2 separate regions of the Oryctolagus cuniculus genome follow, and region 2 is linked to region 1. Evidence: chromatin contacts called from public Micro-C data. All regions are on one chromosome and are shown on one strand. The core of a region is the stretch at or near the end of the contact, and the rest is flanking DNA. Distances in the headings are between cores, read along the strand shown.

Region 1 (7,499 bases), core at 2,816-5,315:
CTCCTCTCTCTGTAACTCTGCCTTTCAAGTAAATAAATCTATTAAAAATAATATTTTCTTTTAACTTTTTTTAAGATTTATTTTATTTATTTAAAAGACAGAGTTACAGAGAGAAGTAGAGACAGAGAGAGAGGTCTTCCATCTGCTGGTTCACTCCCCAGATGGCCTTAACGGCCGGAGCTGAGCCAATCCGAAGCCAGGAGCCAGGAGCTTCTTCTAGGTCTCCCACGTGGTTGCAGGGGCCCAAGGACTTGAGCCATCTTCTACTGCTATCCCAGGCCATAGCAGAGAGCTGGATCGGAAGAGAAGCAGCCGGGATTAGAACCGGCGCCCATAAGGGATGCCAGAGTTTCAGGCGAGGGCTTCAACCCATTGCACCACAGCGACAGCTCCTTAACTTTTTATTTATTTGAGAGACAGTCTGAGTTGCCATCAGCTAATTCATTCCCCAGATGTCCACACAAGCTTGGTCTGGGCCAGACTAAGCTGGAAACCAAAAATTCAATCTAAGTCACCCACATGGGAAGCAGGAACCCAAGAACTTGCACTGCTACCTCTCAGAGTCTACAGCAGCAGAAAGTTGGAAACACAGCAGAACTGGGATTTGAATACAGGTACTTTGACATGGAATGGAGAATCTTAAGGCCAACTACCTGCCCCCCCCCCATCAAATTTTAACTCCTAACAAATTATTTCCCAATGCCAAGGAGCCATCTCATTACAAGTCTGTCAAGCTGAAAGTCATACAATTTGTAGTACTAGCATGAAGAAGAAAATATTTTAATTCATTTCTTGTGAAAGTTTATTTGCCCTTCCCATCTAAGTCTCCACAAGCATATCATATTGGAAATTCAAATTACAACATATATTCCATTTTGCCAATCAGTAAGATCAAATGATACAACCTGCCACTGACTCAGCAGCTTTCTTTTTTACTTTACAACCTGTACTTAAAGGTCCAAGCAACAAGACTGAAACCTAACTTTGAAACTGAGCAGCAAAGCCAATACAAAACCAATATTTGTCTTGGCAGGAAACTCCAATGAAAATATGAGATGTTTTGATCCTAACACATATGCAAAGAGGAAAGGTGCCTTGTTATTATTCATCCCGTGAGTTCCCTTGTGTATAGCTACAAATTAGCTACTTAAATATTAGCATGTTTCATTATAAGAGAGCACCTCAACAAAATAACCTTCCAAGCCTGGCAGCATGAATGCCTACAGCCTTAATACACTACTGCAGTTCCTTGTAATTTAAAATACTTGCATTTTAAAAATGTCTCCACACACCAATCCTACTGCCAATTTCTTTAGCTAAAAGCTCAAGTTTGTAGTACAAAATACCGAATTTACTTTCAACATCAGAATGCATTCATTCACAAATCGCACAGGCTTAAATTTCCCCAACTTCAACATTCTAACATCATAGCTTTTCTATTATCCAAATTAACAAATTAAACAGCATACACTGAACGAAGTGCTATTTACCAAAGTCATCCAACACATATACAACCAGCTCACTAAAATCAGTAACACAAAAGATTAGACCTATAATCACAATCAACTGTTTTGCAAAATGCTAAAGAGATAACAAAGAAAAGAAATATAGGGGCCAGCTCTGTGGCATAGTGGGTAAAGCATCCGCCTGCAGTGCTGGTATCCCATATGGGCACTGGTTCGTATTCCGGCTGCTCCACTTCTGATCCAGGTCTCTGCTGTGGCCTGGGAAAGCAGAAGATGGCCCAAGCCCTTGAGCCCCTGCATTTGTGTTAGAGACCAGGAAGAAGCTCCTGGCTCCTGGCTCCTGATCAGCACAGCTCCTGCCACTGCAGCCATTTGGGGAGTGAACCACCGAATGAAAGACTCTCTCTCTCTGCCTCTGCCTCTCTGTAAATCTGACTTTCAAGTAAAATAAACACATCTTTAAAAAAAAAAAAAAAAGGAAGAAATGTAGACTAAATGGCAGAAAAACCTTTGCCATTACCAGAAATGGGAGTCAAACAAACCTATATGAGAAGTAGATCATGTACATGAATACAATTCTAAGTCCATTTCTGAGTCCCCAGTCTCACGCCAAGAAGGTAGTTTATCAACAATTTAATAGTTACACAAAGAATAGAGTGTGGGGGTCAGCCTTGTGGCACATCTGGAACTCCCATGTCCCATATCAAAACGCTGGTTTGAGTCCAGGTTACCCAGCTTCTAATCTAGCTTCCTACTAACTGCATCAGCAAAGCAGTGGTTGATGGTCCAAGCACTTGGGTTCCTGTCACCTTATGTGTGGGAGGCCTGGATGGAGTTCCTGATTCCCGGCTTCAGCCTGGCTCAGCCCCAGCTGTTGGGGGCATTTGGGGAGTGAACCAGTGAATGAAAGCACGCGCGCTCTCTCTGCCTTTCGAATTAAAAAGGAAAGAAAGAAAAAACCTTTTTAAAGAGGGTAGACAATATTGGCTTTTTCCTTCCATAGGTAACCTTTAATGCACAGAGATTAAGTTTTTCTTTCGCAATTTTGCGCTTTCCATGAACAGAAAAAAAAATTCTGCATTTTGTATAGCTTAATACAAGTGACCATCTGAAATTAAGTATTTCCTGAGAACTTAGCGCCTTAGCGCTGACGCCTTTCTCAGTCTTACTATGCCCTTCACCCTGTGAACAGGGAGACAAGAGGGAAGAGCTATTCCTACCGTAAATTGGGTCTGAGAAGAAGCCTTAACATGGGTTTGCACACAATTAAACAAGCTCAGGGGGTCAGTTTCTCAGGCTACAATGCTTGACAATCTCCGCTGGAGGCACAAGCACACAGACTGGAGATGACACTTTCCCTCCCATCTGCACAAGTAACTTCGGTAACTGCCTTCAGTTTTCCCGTGTGAAACAAGCACACAATGGGGGAGGGGGGGCACTATTTAAAAACTGGGTCATTCCTTATTTGTTCTGGTGAAGCACGGTCTTGGGGAGGGAAAAGGCCTGTGAAGCGGAAAAGGGGGAGAAAAAAAGAACTGACAGCATCCCCAGTGCAGAAAAGTTACAGCTCTACAGGAGTCAGCACTAGGGGCTCAAGACTTAATTTCTGTTTAGTTACTCCCAACTTGAATGGAACCCGCCTCGCTAAAAGTCACCCCCAACAAAGAAGCCCTGACGTTCGGCCACCGTAAGGCTGAGTGGAAATGCCCTCAATTCACCTGCGACACCTGCCCTGGCCCCTGTTCTCTACTCTCTCCCCACCCCCTCGCTGCTCCGCGCGAGCCCCTCGGTCTCCAAAGGCCCCCCACCCGCTCCAACTTCCCGACCACTCGGGCCCAACTCCCCCGTGGGAACCCCGTTCCCGCCCCTCCCCGCCTAGGCGGCCGCGGCCCCCCCACAGTCCCTCGGGCCCAGTTCGGTCGCGCTCGAACGCAAGAGGTTCTCAGGGGCCCGGGAGACAGCGCGAGCAGGCCCTTCCTGGAGCAGCCTCGCTCCCACCACATCCCGCAGGCTCCGGGGACTCCCCACCCTCCGGAAACTGGGGAGAAAGTAGGCCGGGGACGCGAGCCCCCGCAACTCCCCGCCTCCTTGGCGACCCCCCGCGGACCGGTCACTCGGAGCCCAGCCCCCGAGTCGCTACCTGCCCCGCGCCCTCACTGCCTCGGAGCGCGGCCCGGCGCCGCAAACTCACCTGCTGCCTGCTCCTCACTCAGCGCCACCGCGACGCAGCTTCTTCCTGGGGCATGAAAGCGCGGGTTCGCGGCCTGGGCGCCCTCTGCACGGCAGGGTAGGGCGGAGGACTTGCTCCGACCGCCGCCGCCAGGGTCCGTATGCGCCTGCGCCGCCTCGCGGGCCGAGTCCCCAGGGGCGCCGCCTGCAAAGAGGGGTAACGGCCGGCAGCGCTAGCCCAGACCGACGCCTCGGACTCGGGGAGCCGGGCCGTGCGGGCGGCGCGTTATCTAGGAGCTGCGGGTGGTGCGGCCGTCCCGGGAGTTGACCGCCATGTTTCTGTTCCCTTTTTCTTTTTTTCTCCCCCTCCTTCCGCCCCTTTCCACAGAACAGCACTTTCCTCCCCCCTCCCTCTCCCTTTCCTACTGCGGGGGCGGGTGGAAAGGGCGTGGGGGAGGGGAGGAGGAGGCGGGGGCGGGGCAGCGCTCGGGTCCCGCCTCCAAGGCGCGCCGAGGCCGCACGGCCGCTGCCCCCGCCTCCCCGCGCGAGCCTTCGCCGGGACCCCCGGCCGCGCGGTCCCGACCCAGGCAGCTCGCGAGCCGGTCCTGCGCGTTGGCGCGGCTGGTCAGGCAGAAGCCGCTGAGGAGAAAGCTCTGAGGGCGCTGCCAGCACCCCTTCCTGCAGGGCCCGGACTCTTCGTGTGATGTGGGTTTATTGGCTTGGCCTTAGGCAGGTGGCGGCAGCTCCTCCTCGGGGTTTTCAAAGACAGAGAAAGTGACGCCGAGCGGCTCAGGGCCACCAGGAGAATGCAGAAAGAGACGTGAAGTTTCCTTCCCAGACTGGGAGTGAATTCCCAGCACGGCTCTGTGGAGGGGTGCGCCAAGCCTGAGGGAGACCCTGCGGCCTCGCGCTGCCCGAGGTCCCGTCCCGGTGCAGCGCCCCTGTCCTCGGCGGCTCTCGGTTTCGCTGCTTAAGCTGAGATTTCGGAATGGGCGTCCAAACGTGGAAAGCGCTCATTAACTACTCAGCTGTCTCCTGCCTCCTTATCTACTCATACTCACGCAGTCTTTTCGCCGTAATGCAAATTTCCCAAAATGTTTTTGACAGTATTTTTAATTTATAGCTCTTCGGGAAGAAATACATGATTTAAAATGCAGCTTTTTTTTTTTTTTTTCCATCCTGGCCAAAAAACTTGGCGAGTAACTTCACAGATTCATGGCAGGTCAAAATTTGTGACTGACTGGTGAGTATTGTCATCATAAATGATCATTTCCCTGAAAATGATTGTCTCCTTGTATTTGCTGAAAAGTGAGATTAAACCTGGTTCCCAAGTGCCCTTTTGTCACTTTATTTTTGAAGTTTGTTTCATATGTAGATAACTTGAGCTCTTTATTCAGCTCTTTATTCAGTTAGCAGTCAAAATTAAGAAGTGTACACTAATAGAAATAAGGCTTATTTAATAATAGTTTGGAGTCATTTGGGGATCCCTGGAAACCATCATTGATATTGACAATTGGGACAGCAGATGTTTTAAATAGGATCTAATTAGGGCCATTTTTTCCTGGCACAGCCGTTCAAGCTGCACTTATCAAACAGCCCATCAGGTATTGGAGTAGGTGCATTTCTGATCCAGCTCTGCAAATGCACCTGTGAAAGCAGCAGAGGATAGCTGTGTATCTGGGTCCCAACCACCGATGTGGGAGGCCTGATGGAGTTCCTGACTCCTGTCTGGACCAGGTGCTATGGTAGCCATTTGGGAACTAAACCAGAGGAAGTAGATAGACCCACCCAGTCACTTTGACTTTCAAATAAATAAATCTTTAATTAAAAAAAAAGACAAAACAAGGATATGATGCTTTAAAATTTAGGTTGCCCGTTTTTTCAAAGTATAAACTAATAATTTTAAAATATTTAATACATCAAGATTTCTTAATAGGTGCATGTCATTAATACTCAGGGCTTGGGAGTTGGTTTTTTTGTTGTTGTTGTTGTTTTGCTTTTTTGCTTTTTAGAAGTTTGTTTTTATTTGAAAGGCAGAGCAAGGGGCAGGAATGGATTTTCCTATCCACTAGTTCACTTCCCAGATTCCTGCAACATCCAGGGCAGAACCAGACTACAGACAGGAGTGGGAACTTACATTGAACCTTCCACATGAGTAACAAGGAACCCAAGTACTTGAGCCATCACTTGCTGCTTCAAGATGCGCCATTAGCAGGATGTTGGAAGCTGGATCCAAAGGAGCCAGACCTCCAACCCAGGCATTCCAGTATGGGATACTGGCATCCCAAACAGCATCTTAATAGTTACAGTACCACAGCACCCACCCCGGGTTTTTTTGCTTTTCTACTCACAAAAATGAAAAATGAGAGAAGCCAGTATGTCCTATTTGAATTTTCTCACTTTACAATGTACGATTTGAGATTTAAATTATTTTTCCTATTTTAATTGCCTTATAGATTTACCATAAATTGTCATTGCCATTTTCTACCAGAATCTCATAGAATGGACCTGTATGTCTAGGGGCTAGTTTCTCAGCTGAGGTGAGAAATATAAGTGACCAATTGGGTTTCTTGATTCAGCAACCTTTTCAACTTTACAGTTACCTACCTAGAGCTGAAATAAGTTTGTTATAATTTTTAATATCTAAACAATTGACTATCTAAAAAGTGAGAGGGCAGCTGGAGATCCCAATAACAACAAAATTGGTTTTTGTTTTTGTTTTGTTTTTTTTGACAGGCAGAGTGGACAGTGAGAGAGAGAGACAGAGAGAAAGATCTTCCTTTGCCATTGGTTCACCCTCCAATGGCCGCCACGGCCGGCGCACTGCGCTGATCCGAAAGCAGGAGCCAGATGGTTTTCCTGGTCTCCCATGGGGTGCAGGGCCCAAGCACTTGGGCCATCCTCCACTGCACTCCTGGGCCACAGCAGAGAACTGGCCTGGAAGAGGGGCAACCGGGACAGAATCCGGTGCCCCAACCGGGACTAGAACCCGGTGTGCCGGCGCCGCAAGGCAGAGGATTAGCCTATTGAGCCGAGGCGCCGGCCAACAAAATTGTTTTAATCCATGGGTGGGTGTTGTGGTACAGCAGATTCAGCCATTGCTTGCGACACCTACTACATCCCAAACAGGAGTGCCAACTACTTAGCTTCTGACTGAGCTTCTTACTAATGTACCAGGGAAAGTGGGAAAGCAGCAGATGACCATGGCCCCAGAGGTTCCCTACCATCCACATGGGAGACTTGCATGGAGTAACTTCAGCCTGGCCCATCTTCAGTGGTTTAGGCATTTGGGGAGTGAACCAGCAGATGGAAGATCTGTCTTTCCTGTCTGTTACTCTGCCTTTCAAATAAATAATTATTTTTGTAAAACTGTTATAGTCATTATAGTATCAAGTTTTTTTTTTTTTTAAGATGTATTTATTTGAAAGGCAGAGTGACAGAGAGGCAGAGGCAAAGAGACAGAGAGAGGTCTTCTATCCACTGGTTCACTCCCCAGATGGCCACAACAGCCAGAGCTGTGCTGATCTGAAGCCAGGAGCTTCTTTCTGGTCTCTCACTCTGATGCAGGGGCCTGAGGACTTGAGCCATCTTCCACTGCCTTCCCAGGCCATAACAGAGAGTTGGATTGGAAGTGGAGCAGCCGGTCTCAAACCGGCGCCCATATGGGATGCCGGCACTGCAGGCAGTGGTCTCACCCACCACACCACAGCACGACCCCAGTATCACAGTTTCACTTGAGCCTATCTAGATAAAAGAATGCATGGGAAGAATCTCTCAGCCTATTGAAGAAGGAATATGAACATTCTGCTAAAAAGCTCCTTGCTGTTTTCTGCCTGGTCATAGTCATTGCCGTCTTGAGTACTT
Region 2 (7,499 bases), core at 1,645-4,144, 130 kb before region 1:
TCATATTATGTAACACAGTTGAACCTTGAGGATATTATGATCAGTCAAATAAGGCAGTCACAAAAAGATAACTACTATTTGATTCTACTTATAAGATATATTTGGGCAAAACCATGTAGACTGAAAGTAAAATGGTTACCAAGGGCTGTGGGAGGGGGAGGTGTGAGAAGTGTCTAATGAGTATGAAGTTTCTCCTTTTACAAGACAAAATAATTCTAGAGATTGTTCAGAAAAATGTGAACATATTTATAACACTGAGATGTACACTTAGAGCTAAGATAGTAATTTTTATGATACTTTTATCTGAAAGGCAAAGAGGGAGAAGGTGGAGGGGGGGGGAGAGGGATCGTCTACCTGCTGATTCACTTCCAAATGGCAACAGCTAGGACTGAGCCAGACTGAAGCCAGAAGCTTCTTCTGAGTCTCCCACATGGGTGTAAGGACCCAATTACTTGAGCTATCCTCTGCTGCTTTCCCAGGTGAATTAGCAGGGAGCTGGATCACAAGTGGAACAGCTGGGACTTGAACTGGTGCCTATATTGGATGCTGGCACTGCAGGTTGGGGCTTTTACTCACTGAGCCATAGCACTGCCCCCTCCATACATTTTTTTTTAAGAAAAAAAAAAAAAACCTGGGACACAGTCTTAGACTTTACTCTTTGCCTCACATTAATTCACTCCCACTACTTCAATAACTAGAGCCCCAAAATGGGGTGAGGACTAAAAGCTTGAATAGACAATTCTCCAAAGATGATCCACAAATTGGTCAAACACATGAAAAGTGGCTAATATCATTAGTCATTAGGGATATGCAAATGAAAACTACAATGTATTACCATACAACATTCATTAGCATGGCTAGAAAAAAAATAAAGAAAAAGAACAAGTGTGTTGGCCAAGATGTGGAGAAACTGGAGCCCCCATGGGTTGTTGGTGGGAATGTAAAATGGTTATATCCACTGTGAAAGTTTCACAATTTTTCCAGGATTTAAACATAGAATTAGTATATGATGCAGCCATTTCACTCCTAGGTATATACCTACATACACTGAAAACATGAATTCAAACATAGCTACACTATTTGCCAAAGTCAAAAGGTAGAAAAAGCTGAAAGGTCCATCAAATTGTGGTCTAATCATAAACAGTGGAAAATTATTGAACCATAAAAAGGAATGCAGTAGCGATACATGCTACAACATGGATGGACCTCAAAACATTAGAAGACACATACAAAAGGTCACATAATAGTCCATTTATATGAAATATATAGAATAGATAAAACCATAGGTATAAACACAGATTGGTGTCTGCAAGTAGCTGCTGGAAATAAGCCCCATGCTTAAGGGGCATGGGGTTTTCTTTCAGGGTAAGGAAAATACTTTGGAACTAGATAACTGCAATGGTGGCTACATAAAATTGTGAATGTATTAAGTGTCACGGACTTGTTCACTTTAAAATGATTAATTTTACATTGAGTCAATTTTAGAACAAAAATTACATAAAAGGCTTTAAAAAGTATCATTTTAGCAAACATTCTATGAATTAATGTAAGTTAATCAAACAGGATTCAGTAGAATCAACTTTGAACGCAAAGCAGGTCTAAATTCAAAACTTTGTAGTAAAGCAGATGGTATGCAAAAGTCTTGGAAAATAAACATTATTTTGTTTATATAATGTAGTTACATTTTTCTTGAAAATAAAATATGGAGAAAATACGTAATAGACAATAAATATTGCTTCCTTCAGTGTACTCATCAAGACTGTGGGCTTGAGTTAGATCACCTGGGTCCCCAACCTGCTTCTCCCAGAAATGTTCTAGAGGAATAATCAAATGCACCTTCTCTCTCCCACATCTTTCTGTACTACTAAGAGTTGCATCACTGTCATTTGAAGATTTACTAAGGGATGAGTGTTGTCTTGTGAGTTAAGCCACCATTTGGAATGCCTGCACCCCATCTCAGTGATTGGATCTAGTCCCCATCTTCACTTCTGATCTAGATTCCCTCTAATGCAACCTGGAGGCAGCAGATGATGGCTCAAATGCTTGGGCTCCTGTCACCCACAGGTGAGACCCCAGTGGAGTTCTGGTCTGGGCTTCAGGCTGGCCCAGACTTGGTTATTACAGGCATTTGGGAATTGAATGGAAAACTTTCTATCACTCTTTCGAGTAAATAAACATTTTAAAAAATATTTACTAGTCCTTTCTCACTATGCATCAAGCATCTGGGTGTGTCCGGGTATACTAAAATTGTCATCTAGTAGAGAAGGTAGACCATAAATAACACATTTACGTTTCATGATTAAGTACCACATAGAACAGCACTGTATTAGCCAATTAGTATGTGTGTTTTGGGTAGTGTGGTTGGGAAAGGTGTCTCTTACGAGGCTGCATTTAATATGAAAGACCGCCATGGCTTTAACGACGGTCAAAAGGCCAGTTAGAAACTGTTTACAGTTTGAGGCCCTGGCAAAGGTTTTGGACAGTATTTCACTGATATTTGATGCATTTCCAGTAGGGCAGTGATACTACTTTCCGTTTTTGAAAGATCGTAGAGACAACAGAGAAAGCAGGGAGACTTCAGAAGACATATGACGGTTCCGTGGACTTGGCGTAACCGCGGTTGTTGGCACGGGCGACAGACGACTGAGGTGGTCATTTTGTGATAGTCCGGTCCTGTCCTTCTACTCTTGGGTTATCGGATGCAGTGGCCGGGACTCAGCTGGGGCGCGGCCACGGAACAGCTAAAAGGCACAGGACAGCGCAGAAAATACTACTTACTGAAAGGATTATCTCTTACAACTAAACGTCGGCTCGCCTCACCAAACCTTTGCGAACGCCACAACTTCTTACTCAACGCTCGCGGAGTTCGCGTCTCTAGCGCCAACTAACCCCCCCACCGGAAGTCCCGCCCACTTACACTCACTTCCGCCACACCAGCCGTCTGTTCATCTCGCGAGAACGGAAAGTGCCTATGTGATCTAAGCTAAGCGGAAGTCGGGCCTCTTTCCCCTGGCGCCTCCGAGGCGGTCAGCTGCTTCAAAATGAAGGTAGGTCGGGGTTGTGGGTGTTGAACTAGCTTTGAGGTACTTGCATCGAGCTCCAGAATTCTGCTTTGTCGCGGTCCCAGCTCTTCAAGATACTGTCCCTTGTTGGAGAAGGGTCTGAGGCAGGGGAAAAACTTGTACTTGTGGAAAGAGAGCTCACTGGGCGAGCGGATGACGACTGATTGCGGCTGGAGTCGCGCCGGGCTGGGAGCGCCATGGTGGCGATCTCGCGCCCAGCCTGGGCTGAAGCAGGCGTTTTTCCCAGTTTGCGGCTGCCCTTTCGTGCGGCTCTTGATCTTCGCCACCTAGATCATATTTCCTGGTGGAGCGGGTGAACGGCAGCGGAGCGCCCTCGGCCGCGGAGCTGCCCCGCGGGACTAGAGAAAACGTGGCTTACCTAGAGTGGTGCTTGCTGGGTGTTAACTATGCTTACTAGTGATTCTTTAAAAAGTGAAACCGGCATTTCACATTTCTGCCGATTGTTTGAGGGTGACTTGAAGGGCGTTTTGCAATGAATGACTGTTGTGGGAGGCTCTAAATTATCTAACATAGGCGACTTGCTAAGCTTTTTCCTCCTTTTTAATCTGCAGCTGAATATCTCCTTCCCAGCCACTGGCTGCCAGAAACTCATCGAAGTGGACGATGAACGTAAACTTCGTACTTTCTATGAGAAGCGTATGGCCACAGAAGTTGCTGCCGACGCTCTGGGTGAAGAATGGAAGGTAAAAATTAACGGGTTGTTGCAGCTATTTTAGTGAGAGACCGTGAATGATATTGACAATTCAGACTACAGAGTTCTGTAGTCTGACTTAGGTGGGTCATTTCAGAATGTCACCTTGCAAAGGGGAGCTGTCACCTGTAAAGGTTGTGTAGTAAGTTACACTGCAAAATAAAGCTGAAGTTACATAGGCTTGATTCCCTGGATTATGCACGGAAGCAAACGTCAAATAGTCCGCTGTCCTGATAGTACTTAGGGGGTATTTTTTAAATGCTATGTTTTTGTTCTTAGTGGCGTTTCTAGTAAAACAGTCTAGAAATGTGAACTGGAAAGGAATTTGCTAATTGAACTTGGCAGTTTAGCAGCTAGAGAAAATACTGCTACTTGTTGAGTACCTCCAATTAGACTTAAAACAAATTTCACTCCCTACAATTGGAGTGTGCTAAGGCTTCTAATTCTTCGTTTTTAAATTTGGAGTAGAAACAGTAACTGTGTCATTGTGTTCCTGCAGGGTTATGTGGTCCGGATCAGTGGTGGGAATGATAAACAAGGTTTTCCCATGAAGCAAGGTGTCTTGACCCATGGGCGGGTCCGCCTGCTGCTGAGTAAGGGGCATTCCTGTTACAGACCAAGGAGAACTGGAGAAAGAAAGCGCAAATCAGTTCGGGGCTGCATTGTCGATGCCAATTTGAGTGTTCTCAACTTGGTTATTGTAAAAAAAGGTGAGAAGCATGTATGTTGCTTAAGTTTGATGTTTGTGGAAAGTGAACTTTTTCATTTCAAGGAGCTCCGTTTTGACAGAGGAACTTGTCTACCAGTACAGTTACAAGTGATCAATATAGGATAAACATGCCAGTTTGGGATTCTTAATTATGAGGAGGTTGTTGAGTTAAACTTTGTTCACTTATCTCTTCTAAGGAGAGAAAGATATTCCTGGATTGACTGATACCACGGTGCCTCGTCGCCTGGGTCCTAAAAGAGCCAGCAGAATTCGTAAACTTTTCAATCTTTCTAAAGAAGATGATGTACGCCAGTATGTTGTAAGAAAGCCCTTAAACAAAGAAGGTAGGAGGGATTATACAATTTAGGGCTTAATTTTTTTCATGGGCAGATAGTGTATGTCAGATAAAATTTGTGCCTTATATTGGAGCATTTGCACTTCTGAATTTTTAAGCAGGTGTCTTACACACTAGGTATTTATCCTTGTTTATATTCAATGCTGTGTTTTGGGGGCCTGAAGTCACAAGAATGATCAGATATTGTGGGGTTGTGACTGCAAGTGTTCTCACACACTTTCATTTCGGTTGTAAAGTTTTTGAAGAACCCATGCAAGATGTTTTTTGTGTGATAACGCATTGTCTGATTTTTTTTGAAGATTCCTCTTCTATTACTAGGTAACATGCCACCAGTGAACAATTAGCCAGTGATGCGTAACACTGATCATTTTTACAGTGAAATGTGCGATGTTTATGCTACATAGATACATAATTTCACATTTGTTGTAACTTACACTTGGCACATGGTATGGGCTCTTAGTTCATTATTGAAATATCTGAACACCTACTATGGTGCTGTTTTTGGTGCTAAGGATATGTCACAGACAAAATTCCTATTCTTGTGAAGCTTGAGTGTTTAATCTTACAGCCTGAAGTGTTCCCAGTGTCCATGAACTTAAAATGGTTACATCTGAAGAGGTTTCTGCTCTGAAGCAGATCCAGACATAAATGATCTCAGTGCATACATGCAAGGATGATATAGACTGCTTTTCAGGTGTTGTTTTTTTTTTTTGTTTTTTTGTTTTGTTTTGTTTTTTAATTTTATTTGAGGGGTAGAGTTACACACCGGGAGAGACAGAAAGGTTTTCCATCCACTGGTTCACTCCTCCAGTGGCTGCGCTGGCGAGAACTGGGCTGATATGAAGCAGGAGACTGGAGCTTCTTAAGGGTCGCCCACGCACTTGGGCTGTCTTCCACTGCTCTCCCAGGCCATAAGCTGAGAGCAGGATCAGAACAACACACGGGACACTGCGGGTGGAGGTTTAGCCTAAATTGTAGAATAGTTAAGAAATCAAAAGCCTCAACTAAGTTTTCAGACATAACTGAAACTTGTGTATATCATAGTTAGAAGAAAGTATATGCATGCTTAAAGATGTGGATCTTAATGAATCTGGGCATTTGATTTGATATTCAATTGAACTGTCTGGATTTTTAGGTAAGAAACCTAGGACCAAAGCACCCAAGATTCAGCGTCTGGTTACTCCACGTGTCCTGCAACACAAACGCCGGCGAATTGCTCTGAAGAAACAGCGTACTAAGAAGAACAAGGAGGAGGCTGCAGAATATGCTAAACTCTTGGCCAAGAGAATGAAGGTGAGTCCAAAGTGGACAGGGCATTAGGCCTGCCTTTGGATTGGGTTACGGATCTTTTCAGTACAGACAAGCTTTAACTGCTTTTTTGTTTGTTTTGTTTAGGAGGCCAAAGAAAAACGCCAGGAACAGATTGCCAAGAGACGTAGGCTGTCTTCTCTGAGAGCGTCTACTTCTAAATCTGAGTCCAGTCAAAAATAAGGTTTAATAACGACAAATAAATAAGATTGTGTTTCAGATCTCCTTTACTGGTTTTTCATTGATGATGTAACTACAGAAATGAAGGGTCATGGAAAAAGGAGGTGTATGTATATGGCAGTCTGGTCAGTGGGAATAGATGGCCAAGATAAAGGGTTTCTTTTGGTAGTGAATGGCACATTAAGATTCTTTTAAGAAAGGCAAGGAACAGCATGGGAAATAAATAACTGGGACTGTTAATCGTTTTATGCAGTTTATTTTGAAGAACACACTTTTTCTGAAAGATATTTACATTATATGCAGAGTGCCCTGTGAAAGTGGACACTGCGAATTTAATTTGTTAAGGCACAGCTAACGGATACCATTTTTTAAATTTTCACAAAGCTTTTTAAAACCAGTGCAAACTTAGTGCATTAACAAAACTGACTTGAAAAGCAGTTGACTGCCTCTTCAAAACATTCTTACGTCAATGAAAAATCTACCAAGAAATACTAATATAGCATGGCTTTTGTAGTAACTATAATGTTTAGTTATAATGTTGAAAGGCTATCATGACACTCAAAAGGCACATTAGGTTTAAGTAACGACTTTCTAGAGTATGCATTTTAGCAGTAAATTTTTCATCCAGAGCCTAGAGATTTAGTGTCTTAAAATCCACAACTGTACATAAATTGAGATATCACTGAAATGCAGATTCATGGAGTAGAGGGACCCCAAATTGTACATTAGTAATAAGTTCCCTGGTAAGACCAATGATCTTAATGGGTGGTAATATCAGATAACATGAAATTAATGGCAGGTAAATAAATTGATTTGAAATAGCCAAAGGGGAAATTTAACATTTTAAAGTTACTCTAAAGAAAAAGGACTCAAGTTTTAGCCATAGGAGTTACTCCCAAGTTACCTATCACACATGAGAACATCTTTCGCCATAATTAGGCTCCCCTAGACTAGTTTTCCTGGCACCTTTAAGATTAAAGATTTGATAAAGATGACAAGCATAGATTGCCAAAATGTTCAATCTTGAGAATAAAGGTTAACTATATTCTGGAGCTACAGAATATTTATGCTTATAAAGTCTTCAACCATGAAGGTAGTGGTGAACAACTAAGAATATGATTAGGAAAGATTCTAAAACCAATGCCAAAAGATGCCTCTTAAAAAGTTATAGGA

The links. A called contact is a pair of places that touch in the nucleus more often than the background predicts.
Region 2: a Micro-C map of ear pinna shows a contact between it and region 1, with 4 times the contacts expected there. The contact joins the promoter of LOC100338112 here to the promoter of DENND4C in region 1. A contact is called at or near these places in 2 of 6 Hi-C or Micro-C datasets (ear pinna and an unstated tissue).

Annotation. Positions count from the first base shown.
Region 1 is chr1:182,182,241-182,189,739 of mOryCun1.1, reverse strand. DENND4C (DENN domain containing 4C) reads right to left here and starts at 4,065. Exons shown (of 31, transcript XM_070052793.1): 1 at 3,658-4,065.
Region 2 is chr1:182,313,848-182,321,346 of mOryCun1.1, reverse strand. It overlaps LOC100338112 (small ribosomal subunit protein eS4-like), which reads right to left and starts at 2,894. Exons shown (of 2, transcript XM_017341018.3): 1 at 2,779-2,894. It overlaps RPS6 (ribosomal protein S6), which reads left to right and starts at 2,908. Exons shown (of 6, transcript XM_002708080.5): 1 at 2,908-3,047; 2 at 3,635-3,766; 3 at 4,274-4,484; 4 at 4,681-4,827; 5 at 5,974-6,131; 6 at 6,234-6,372. The coding sequence starts at 3,042. The coding sequence ends at 6,329. It overlaps DENND4C (DENN domain containing 4C), which reads right to left. Exons shown (of 31, transcript XM_070052793.1): 31 at 6,567-7,499.